Linked DNA regions of Pelodiscus sinensis: region 1 is linked to region 2. A link is a contact called in public Hi-C data. All regions are on one chromosome and are shown on one strand. The core of a region is the stretch at or near the end of the contact, and the rest is flanking DNA. Distances in the headings are between cores, read along the strand shown. Region 1 holds the start of CNDP2 (carnosine dipeptidase 2). Region 2 holds the start of CYB5A (cytochrome b5 type A).

The links. A called contact is a pair of places that touch in the nucleus more often than the background predicts.
Region 1: a Hi-C map of blood shows a contact between it and region 2, with 2.4 times the contacts expected there. The contact joins the promoter of CNDP2 here to the promoter of CYB5A in region 2. A contact is called at or near these places in 2 of 5 Hi-C or Micro-C datasets (blood and an unstated tissue).

What each region holds. Positions count from the first base shown.
Region 1 is chr2:95,983,393-95,987,847 of ASM4963464v1, reverse strand. It overlaps CNDP2 (carnosine dipeptidase 2), which reads right to left and starts at 2,596. Exons shown (of 12, transcript XM_075921067.1): 1 at 2,441-2,596. LOC142827138 (a long non-coding RNA gene) reads left to right here and starts at 2,676. Exons shown (of 3, transcript XR_012901589.1): 1 at 2,676-3,072.
Region 2 is chr2:95,854,467-95,858,983 of ASM4963464v1, reverse strand. It overlaps CYB5A (cytochrome b5 type A), which reads left to right and starts at 2,868. Exons shown (of 5, transcript XM_075921055.1): 1 at 2,868-3,098. The coding sequence starts at 2,952.

The sequences.
Region 1 (4,455 bases), core at 1,347-3,846, 130 kb before region 2:
CCTGTGCCCCTGTACTGCTGCCTCTAGGATAAAAGCAGCAGGGGGGGAGGTGAGTGGCACCACAGAGAGTGCTGGGGGGGGGGGGGGAAGCGGATTTAAGCCCTTCCCTCCGCCCCCGCTGCCTGATAGAGAGGCAGCAAGTGGGAAGGATGAAGTGAGTAGTCAGCTAATCTTTTAAATCCCTTCTCTAGGCTAGCTGGAATCTTAGACCTATTCACAGCCAAAGTTGATAGCTTTTCTGCTATTTTATGTCACCACCTCTTTTGGTTTAGATGGAGGAACTGCCCTTTGATCCACAAATAATGCTTTGCAGAGATGACAGCCTACTGACCACTTTTCTGGAATGAAGAGCAGGAAAGCATCAAGGATGTGAAAATACATTTATTTTTGTAACACGTAGCCACTGAAATTTACAGTGGCTACACGTTTACACACAGGGGGCCAGGTGGGAGTGCCAACTCCTGCCTGCTCCCTCTTCCCCCCACTGCTGCCTCTGATACATTGGCAGGAGTGTGGGGGAAGGGAGGGGCAGGAAGGAGGGGAGAAGAGGAGAGAAGCATGTGGCTCCACAGAAGCCAATGCTCGCCTTAACCCTCCCCATACGTACTGGCTCCTTCCTACCCCCCTGCTACCTCTTTATCAGAGACAGAGAGGGAGGGAGAGGTGGCTGCATGAAACCATTAGGATTAACCAATGATCCCAGGTGTATCAGTTAATTGTGTAAACAGGTACATGTTCACATCCCTGGAAAGCATGAGCATCTTGACACTACAGACCCAAACATTTTCACATCATATTGCCAGTTAATAAAGCAGGCCACAAAAAACAGAGGCGGCACAGGCATTCCCTGATATTTTAAGCCAGGTACGGGGAAGAAGAGCTGAAACTGGAGACAGAACTGAAGAAAGAGATAGTTAGCTACAAACACTATCAGTCACTGCTAGCCACAGGCCAAAGAATCAGGTATGGGGGCCAATGCTAGAGGGTAGGCCATGGAATTCTAGGATTTTCTCACCATTTTAACAGTTGTCAGGGTCTTGATATTTCAGATGCACAGGCTGAAGGACACAGCAGCCCCCCCATGCAAAATGGCAGCAGAGCCAAAATTAATTCTCCTGTGGGTAAGGGGCTATTAATTTAGTGGGGCCCTGTATACAAGTCTTTCTTCTAATTTATCACAATTATGTATCAAGGCTAATTTTGTTATATTAGCACTATACTAAACTTGCTTTTTAATAAACAAATAGCCATTTGTTTTAAAGTAACAAATTCTGTGGTTACTTTCCAGTTTTAAAATATACACACTATAGTTAAGTAGGCTATTCTGAACTAACTTATCTTAGAAGAGCTGTCATATTAATTTCTTTTTGGAAGAGAGTTTGGGTGTAGGAGGGGACTCACAAGTGTTGGGGTGCAGGAGAGAATGAGGGAGTATGGTGCAGAAAGCACTTATTACAGGGGCTCCTGGCCAGCAGCACTCAGGCAAATAGGTGGGGCCAGTGCTGGGGGCAGGGACAGCACACAGCACTGCTTCTCCATTCCCCACCTCCTGCTGCTTGCCAGAGAGCACACAGACATGCCAGGAGCTGGCCATTTCTGGGACTAGCATGGAGTCACAGCATACAGGCTGCCTGCCTAAGCCTTGCTGAACTTGTAGTAGGCTGGAGATTATTATCAGCCAACAGAGAATCCAGGATGCACCTGTCACTCGTGATCAATGGGTTAGCCACTACTGATGAACGAATTTATTTTTGCAAGACCGCCATAGCCTGGGGCCCTGAGCTGCAACCCTTAACGCCCTGGTGTTAAATCTAGTCCTGAGTGACAAACATCTCCCGTCTCAGTGTGGCCAGCATCCTCACCCACATCGAGAGCCCCCGGCTGCGAAAATTGAGAGGGGCTAGAAAAGCGGATTAAACTGTCAGGTCCCTGGTCTCAGAACAAGGAACGCTGAATTGGGGAAGGGAAAAGAACCTGCCTGGAGCCCATATATCCCAAAGGGATGCAGCTCAGAGTCAAGCGCTGCAGGGGGAATCCCCTCCCCTCCCGCCCGGCAAACACACACACAGCCCCACCGCACGGCACTCACCAAGCGGAGTGGGGCCGGTTTCCACCTGCGAGGCCGCAGGCCGCCACGCAGCAGCGACCTGCAGCCGCGAGACAGGATCAGCGCTGCGGCCATGAGTGACACCGCTTCCGTTAGCTGCTGCAGCAGCTTATTCCCAGCAGCGCCAGTGGCTGGAGAGAGGATTTCAGTGCCCCCTCCCCACCATCTGGCCGCTCAGGGGATCATGGGCTGGGGGAAGGGGGAGAAACAAACCGAGCCTCAGCAAACTTGGCCAGGCGCAAAGTGACGAGCCATCCCTCCACAGCCCCGAGCTACCCCCCTCCCAGCCAACACAGACAGCGATGGGCGCCCCGGCAGGGAGCCACCACTCACCCGGAGCGACCTCCCCACGTGGCGCCGAGCCGTCCCCAGCAAAGCAAGAGCCCGCAGAACCTTGCGCCCAGCTGTAGTTTAAATCCCCCCGAGAGCCCGCCCCTTTGGAACACCGCGAGTCCCAATCACAGCCTCCGCTCTGCAGCGAAAGGACCAGGAACACATCAGAAAGAAGGGGGCGTGGCTATCTTCGGGGCGGGGCAACGGGATTCTTGTGGAGCCCCGCGTTCGGGAGAAGAGGAGAGCGCTGGCCTGAGGCTGCGGCTCTCTAGCGACTCCTCTGGTGGAGTCGCGGTCCGGCAGCAACCCATCTCGCGGAGGGCACAGCCCGGGGATGGAGCCGATCCGGGAGAGCGGGAGGGAGGCGAATGCAAAGTAACGAGGAACCGGTGCAGCTTGTCCCCTGTTGTGCATAATCTGCCCCAGCCTTCCGTGCTGTTGGACAAGGCCCCGCGATTGTCAACACCAAGTGTTCAGAAACCACGAATCAGTTAAAAATAATGAATTTCTTTAGAAATCCTGTGGATTTTTTTAAATGGCACATATGGGGCTCTTTTTATTTACCGCCTGGGTTTTTAGTCTCTAAGAAGTGCGCAGTTCGTTTTTTGAAGCTTCTCTTCACAACCTTGAAGGCAAGTTTTTCAGTAAAGTTGGTTAATGTTGGTTACCTGAATATCTAAAAAGTCTGTTCCAAACATGGTGCTACAACCTGTTACTGGGCATCTTTCAGCCCTTCATTTTCAGCCTTGAGTATGAGCTAACATGAGATTCCATCATCTGCTACATTACAACAACACATATTTTGCCTTTATATAGTATTTCATCCACAGATCTTAGGGCACAATATCAAGGTGATAACGCAGAATCATCCCTATTTTACAGATAGGTAAATGATATAAGTGACTTGTTCAAGGTCACACATCAAATCTGGGGCACAAACAGAGAATTCATGTCTTTTAACCCTAGTTCAGTGTCACACCCATGCTGTTGAGTGTGTGTATGTGAGAAATATACTAATCTTTGTGGGTACTGGCCAAAGAGGAAGTGAACAATCCCAGGGCAGCCTGCATGTTTGTGAACTAAGTCCTGGTGGAAGGTGCTGGCTTGGCAGCCATGGAGCCTCAAGTTCTCATTTTATCAGTAAATAAGAACAGCATTGGTGCCAGTGCTGAAAAAAATCCCCAAGGTGCCTTACACTAGATCTCAACCTGACCCAGAGGCTCTCTTTCTAGGGGTTTTCATAACCAGGCTTTGGCCTCTGTGAAATTATCAATTTTGGCATCAATCCTGAAAATTGTTCAGTGTAGGTGGATCCCTGTGTCCCTGCAGAGATCCACTGAGCTCAGTCTGCACAAGCATAGAACTATGTGTGGAACAACTTGCAGGATTCGAAGGCAAATATGCCCATAAGTGACAAGACTGGACAAGTGACAATGGCAGTGTTATCTTATCATAGACAGCTTACCAAACTTTTTTTCACAGCAAGGAAATACCACCAGATTTTAAAATGGCCCTACGTTTCTAATGTATACTGATGCCAAAGAAAGAGTTAAATGTGAGTGTCTCAATTATATTATATTTATACAGAGAAACTGAGGTCTTGCCATACTGGATCAGATTAATGGCTCACTGAATCATAGCTTTTGTGTCCTCATCTTCTGCCACTTACATTGATAAATCAAAAGTCATTTCAATGAAATCAATGGAATTACACCAAAATAAGTATTGTCAGAATCAGACTTCCATCTCCAGGAGAGGCCTACACTTAATGATTCAGTGGGGGGGGGGGGGGGGAATCAAACTGTCCTAAAATGCACATAGCCTATGGAGTAGAGAAGAATGAGAAGTGCAGTGGAAGACTGAGCAAGATAAGTGAGGCATCTGTCCCACGGAGAAAAACAAGGGAAGATAAGGAGGAAATGGTGAAATAGTGTATAGAGAAAAGTGCAAAGAGATGTAAACATAGAAATAGTGAGAAACTGAAGAAAAGAGGCAGAAAGCAGAGAAGAGAGGAT
Region 2 (4,517 bases), core at 1,619-4,118:
ACTAGAACTGTAAGGGATCTCGAGAGATCATCAAGTCCAGTTCCCTGCTTGCATTGCAGGACCAAACCTAGTCTATATAGGGTATGTCTACACTGCATGCTTATTTCAGAATAAGCTATTCTGGAAGATATCTTTGGGTATGTCTACACTGCAGGGCTTAACTCAAAATAAGCTGTGCAAATTGAGCTACATCAGTTGTGTATCTTATTTTGAAATAGTTTATTTAGAAATTGGGAGCGTCTACACAGCACTTATGTCAAAATAAGAGCACTCTGCCTCTGACTTCCCTTACTCCTCGGACAATGAGGGTTACAGGAGCTGAAGTAAGCAGTCCTCCAGCTTGACAGTATTTTGACACTATTTCAAACTAGCCGCCTGCTGAGTAGATGTGGACTTCGTTATTTTGAAATAATGTTGCTGTGTTGACGTACCTTTCCAGAACTGCATATTTTGAAATTGTATGTCTACACACAAAAAGCATCTGAAAATAGTGCTTTACTATTTTGAAATAGAGCATCCACACAATTGGATGCTAAATCGCATTTAAGGCCACCCAGAACCAGTTCAGGCAGGGCACTAGGTCAGCAGCAACTTCCTGGAGCTGCTGCCTGAGGCTATCTGAGACGAGAGCTTAAAGGGACCCCCCCCCCCCCCGTACAACCATTTCTCAAATTCTTCTCCTGCATGCCTACCTCTCTGAGGGACAACAAAGTATTTGCACTGTATGCTTTGGTTTCCCTGTGTTTGGACACCACAGCACTCCCTGCTATGGAGCCAGAGCTGTCTCTGGGCATGTGATAGCCCCTGACTGTCATGCTGCAGTTTCTGCAGCAGTTTCTGCAGGCTGCCCTCCATGCCCTGCAAGAACATGACCCCGAACTGCTTGAGGAGACCCTCAACATGTGTCTGGGGGCAGCTCTTTCAGAAGCACCCCACTGTGGAGCGCTGCTTCTGGCAACTGGGCACCAGTTCCTACTGGTGGGACCGGCTAGTGATGGTGTGGTGGGACGATCAGCAGTGGCTCCAGAACGTCTGTGTGAGAAAGGAGACATTCCTGGAGCTGTGTGTGTGGCTTGCCCCTGCCCTCACACAATGGGACACGCAAATGAGACATGCCATACCCCCGGAGAAGTGGGTTGACATTGTGATCTGGAAGCTTTCCATGCCAGACAGTTACCGATCTGTTGGGAACCAGTTCAGCATGGGAAAGTCAACCCTCGGGGCTCTCATCATGCAGATATGGTGCTCTTGGGATGCAGTTCTGGGGTGGGGGAGTACTGGAAAAGGGGACCCTAGAGAAACAGAGGATTGGGGTGGAGGGTAAGCCCTAGTGCCCAGGTGGTTCTCCATTCCCACCCTCACACATCCCTACCGGGGGTGGCGGGAACAGGCTACATAGGGGCGCCTCCTGGGGTGTTTGGAGGAGAACAAGGGAGGGTTCAGGGACCTCCCAAGAGCTTTGGTATCCCTTTAATGCTCTGGTTTGTTTGTTTGTCCCCTGGACCTATGAATGCCTTGGGAATAAGCAAAACGCGCCTGCTTTTGGAAGGTCCCTTTTTGAAGGTGAATGGGGGAGCCTTAAAAAAAAAAAAAAAAACACCGAGAAGAAGGTGCCATAGATGAATAACTGCATATGCATATGCTGACTCTCTGCATGAGAGGGTAGACTCTATACATCTCTAAGGCATCTTGCAGTCAACAAAGGAGCATTGATCTGGCGCCAGCCCTCCCCCAGCTAACTAATCTGTCCAGCAGTTAGGTAGAACAGCTATTGGTGAAAACAAGATATACGTGTGTGTGAGTGTGCATGCATGCTGTATTATATGCATATAAGTATTGACTGCTATGTGTGTATTACCAATAAATGTGGCATTTTGCCTTTTCCCCAAAAAAGATCCCATGCAGTACTTTTAAGTACAACACAACCATCCCTGTCCCGAGACAGCACCCCCAGTGTCCCTATCCCAAAGGCACTCACACCCCTTCCCCTGAGCCAGCCCCCCCCAGTGACAGTGCTCCCCATCCCAATACACTCTCACCTCACCCCTGCCCCAAAGCCAGCCCCCTCCCATGCATTCCTACCTCTTCCCCCCAGAGCAAGGCACCACCAGTGTGGCGGGGGGGGGGGGGAGGGAGGAGCACTCCCTCAATCAACTCCTCCTCCTCTCCCCAGCCAGGCATGGAGGAATGTACCTTTCTTCAGAGCACTGCTCCTCCCACCCAGCTGGCTGCTTTGGCTTGCACTTTGGAGAGCGCAGGCGTTGGCAACCGTAGCAGCCAGCCAGCCCTTAGCCAGCAGCTCAAGAGCAGCGTGTGCTCAGTCCCACACCAATCGGGGGGGCTACGCCTCTGAGTCAGGGGCCACATTAACAGCACGTGGGATGCAGAGTCCTATTCCCATGCGGAGCAGCAGCTTTTTGGGCCAGGTCTTAAGTTATACTAGGGGGTGAGATTTGCGGAGAGAGGAGGGGCCATTGGAGGAAGGGAGAAAAAGGTGAGCAGAGGGTCACAGCACTGTGGGGATTGGCTGGGACTCGGGCGGCAAGGGCAGAGCTCGGGCACTGTGGGAAGGGGGGGGGGCGCGTTTAACCTTCGCAGCGCCACGTGTTCCAGTAGCGAGGAGGATTTTATCGAAGGGCACGAGACCGTGTCCCTCGCCTCCCCGGTGACGTAACCGAACCCTGACGCAACAAGTTTCTTAGAATGAAAAAAAACCAGCCTGTACTACTGAGAAGAGCCTCTCATTCATCATTCAGCCAATGAGGGGATAGGAGGCGGAGCCGGGCTCTGATAGGCCGGGCGCTGCCCGGCATCCAATCGGCTTGCGCGCGAGGGGATAAGGCGGCCCCCGAGGGCCGCATCCGGTCTCCGCCCAGAGCCGTGGTGCTAGGCGAGGAGGGTCTCGTGCGCGCGGCGCTGCAGCTGAGTGCCGGGGGGGGGGGCGGGTGGAGATGGCGGCGGACGGCAGCGAGGCCGGGCGCGAGGCGTGGCGCGGCCGTTACTACCGGCTGGAGGAGATCCAGGCGCACAACCACAGCCAGAGCACCTGGATCCTCCTGCACCACCGCATCTACGACCTCACCAAGTTCCTGGAGGAGGCGAGTGCCGGGGCGCGCCGGGCTGGGGCTGCGGGATGGGGGGGGGGGGGAGTGTCCATCCCAGCGCCGCGGCGGCGGCGCCCTGCCCAAAGCCAGGCACCGGGGGGGCAAAATGGTAACGTCCCGTAGGCCTCGGGGGTCAGAGCCCGAGCAAAGGTGCCTCTGCTGAGGGTGGAGGGCGCGTCCCCGCGGGCACCCGAGGGGAGGTCATTAAAAACCGGCCTGAAGCGTTGCACAGGGTGTGGAGGTGGAGGAGGAGGAGGAAGTGTGTGGCGGCGAGTTGCCAGATGGGGTTGGCTGGGAAAGAGGAGGGGATGCTGCTCAGGTTGCTTTAGAGAGTCTTGCTTGGGCCATGTTGGGGCGGGGGTGGAAGGGGTTGAAAATTGTGCTTCCTTCTGGTGCTAGAAAAAGCACCTTTGTTCCCTGCATGCTAGTTGTTTGCTCCGGGGCTCACAAACATAATCCTGCCTCCTCCTTTATGCAACTCAGCGCATGCTCTCCGAAGCCCGGACCCTGCCTGTTTCCACACAGGGCTTCTAAGAACCTCCCAGTCAGTTCTCATGGAAGCCAGACCTGCTGAAAGCTTCATGTCCAGAGTGTTTGTCTGCCGTTTTTCCCCTCTTCAAAAGTCCCATGAAACGGCGTAGAAAAAGCTGCATTTGAGAGAGAATGTTGATGTGATTTAAAGTGGTCAGTTACTACAGTAGTTGAGCTTCAGTGCTTGTGTTAAGTTAATCTTTTAACTACATGCTCACTTTTTTCCAGAGCCCCTGACTTATTGGTGAATGAATAAGAGTGCATAATAAGAGTTGTTCCCAATAACTTAATAAAGCAGCAGTGAAGAGAGTGAGTGTGCACTGAACACATTCCCTAACCCAGCAGTTCTCAAACTTTTTTTCCCACAGACCACTTGAAAATTGCGGAGGATCTTGGTGGACCACCTAATGATCTTTCCAAATGTTTGTACCACTGGTTAACTATTGTAGAGTGCTTTTGATTTTAAAAATATTAATTAACAGGACTCGTTGAACTGCGGCGAGCCCCGCTCGCCAGCTGTGCTGTCCAGCGATCTGCGCATGTGCGGATCGTTCTGCGCATGCGCAGATCACCCGGACCTGGCTCTTCCAGGTTGCAATCTACTTGCCACGGGTGAGTAGATTGCATTATTTGTCGAGCCCTGATTATTAAGGTTTGTTTGTGTGTATATGTACACGTATTTAGACACCTTACTAATGCTTTTTTGTTTTACAAATAAAAGCACAACTCATATTTTAATGTCAGTAGGGGGTCTCTCCCCAACTAGGGATGTTAAATTGCAATTAATCAGTTAATTGAGTAGTTGATAGAATTTCTATTGACAACTCAATGAGTCAGTAAGAGAAGAGGGGGCACTTGCTATATCCCTGCTGCGTCTCTGCC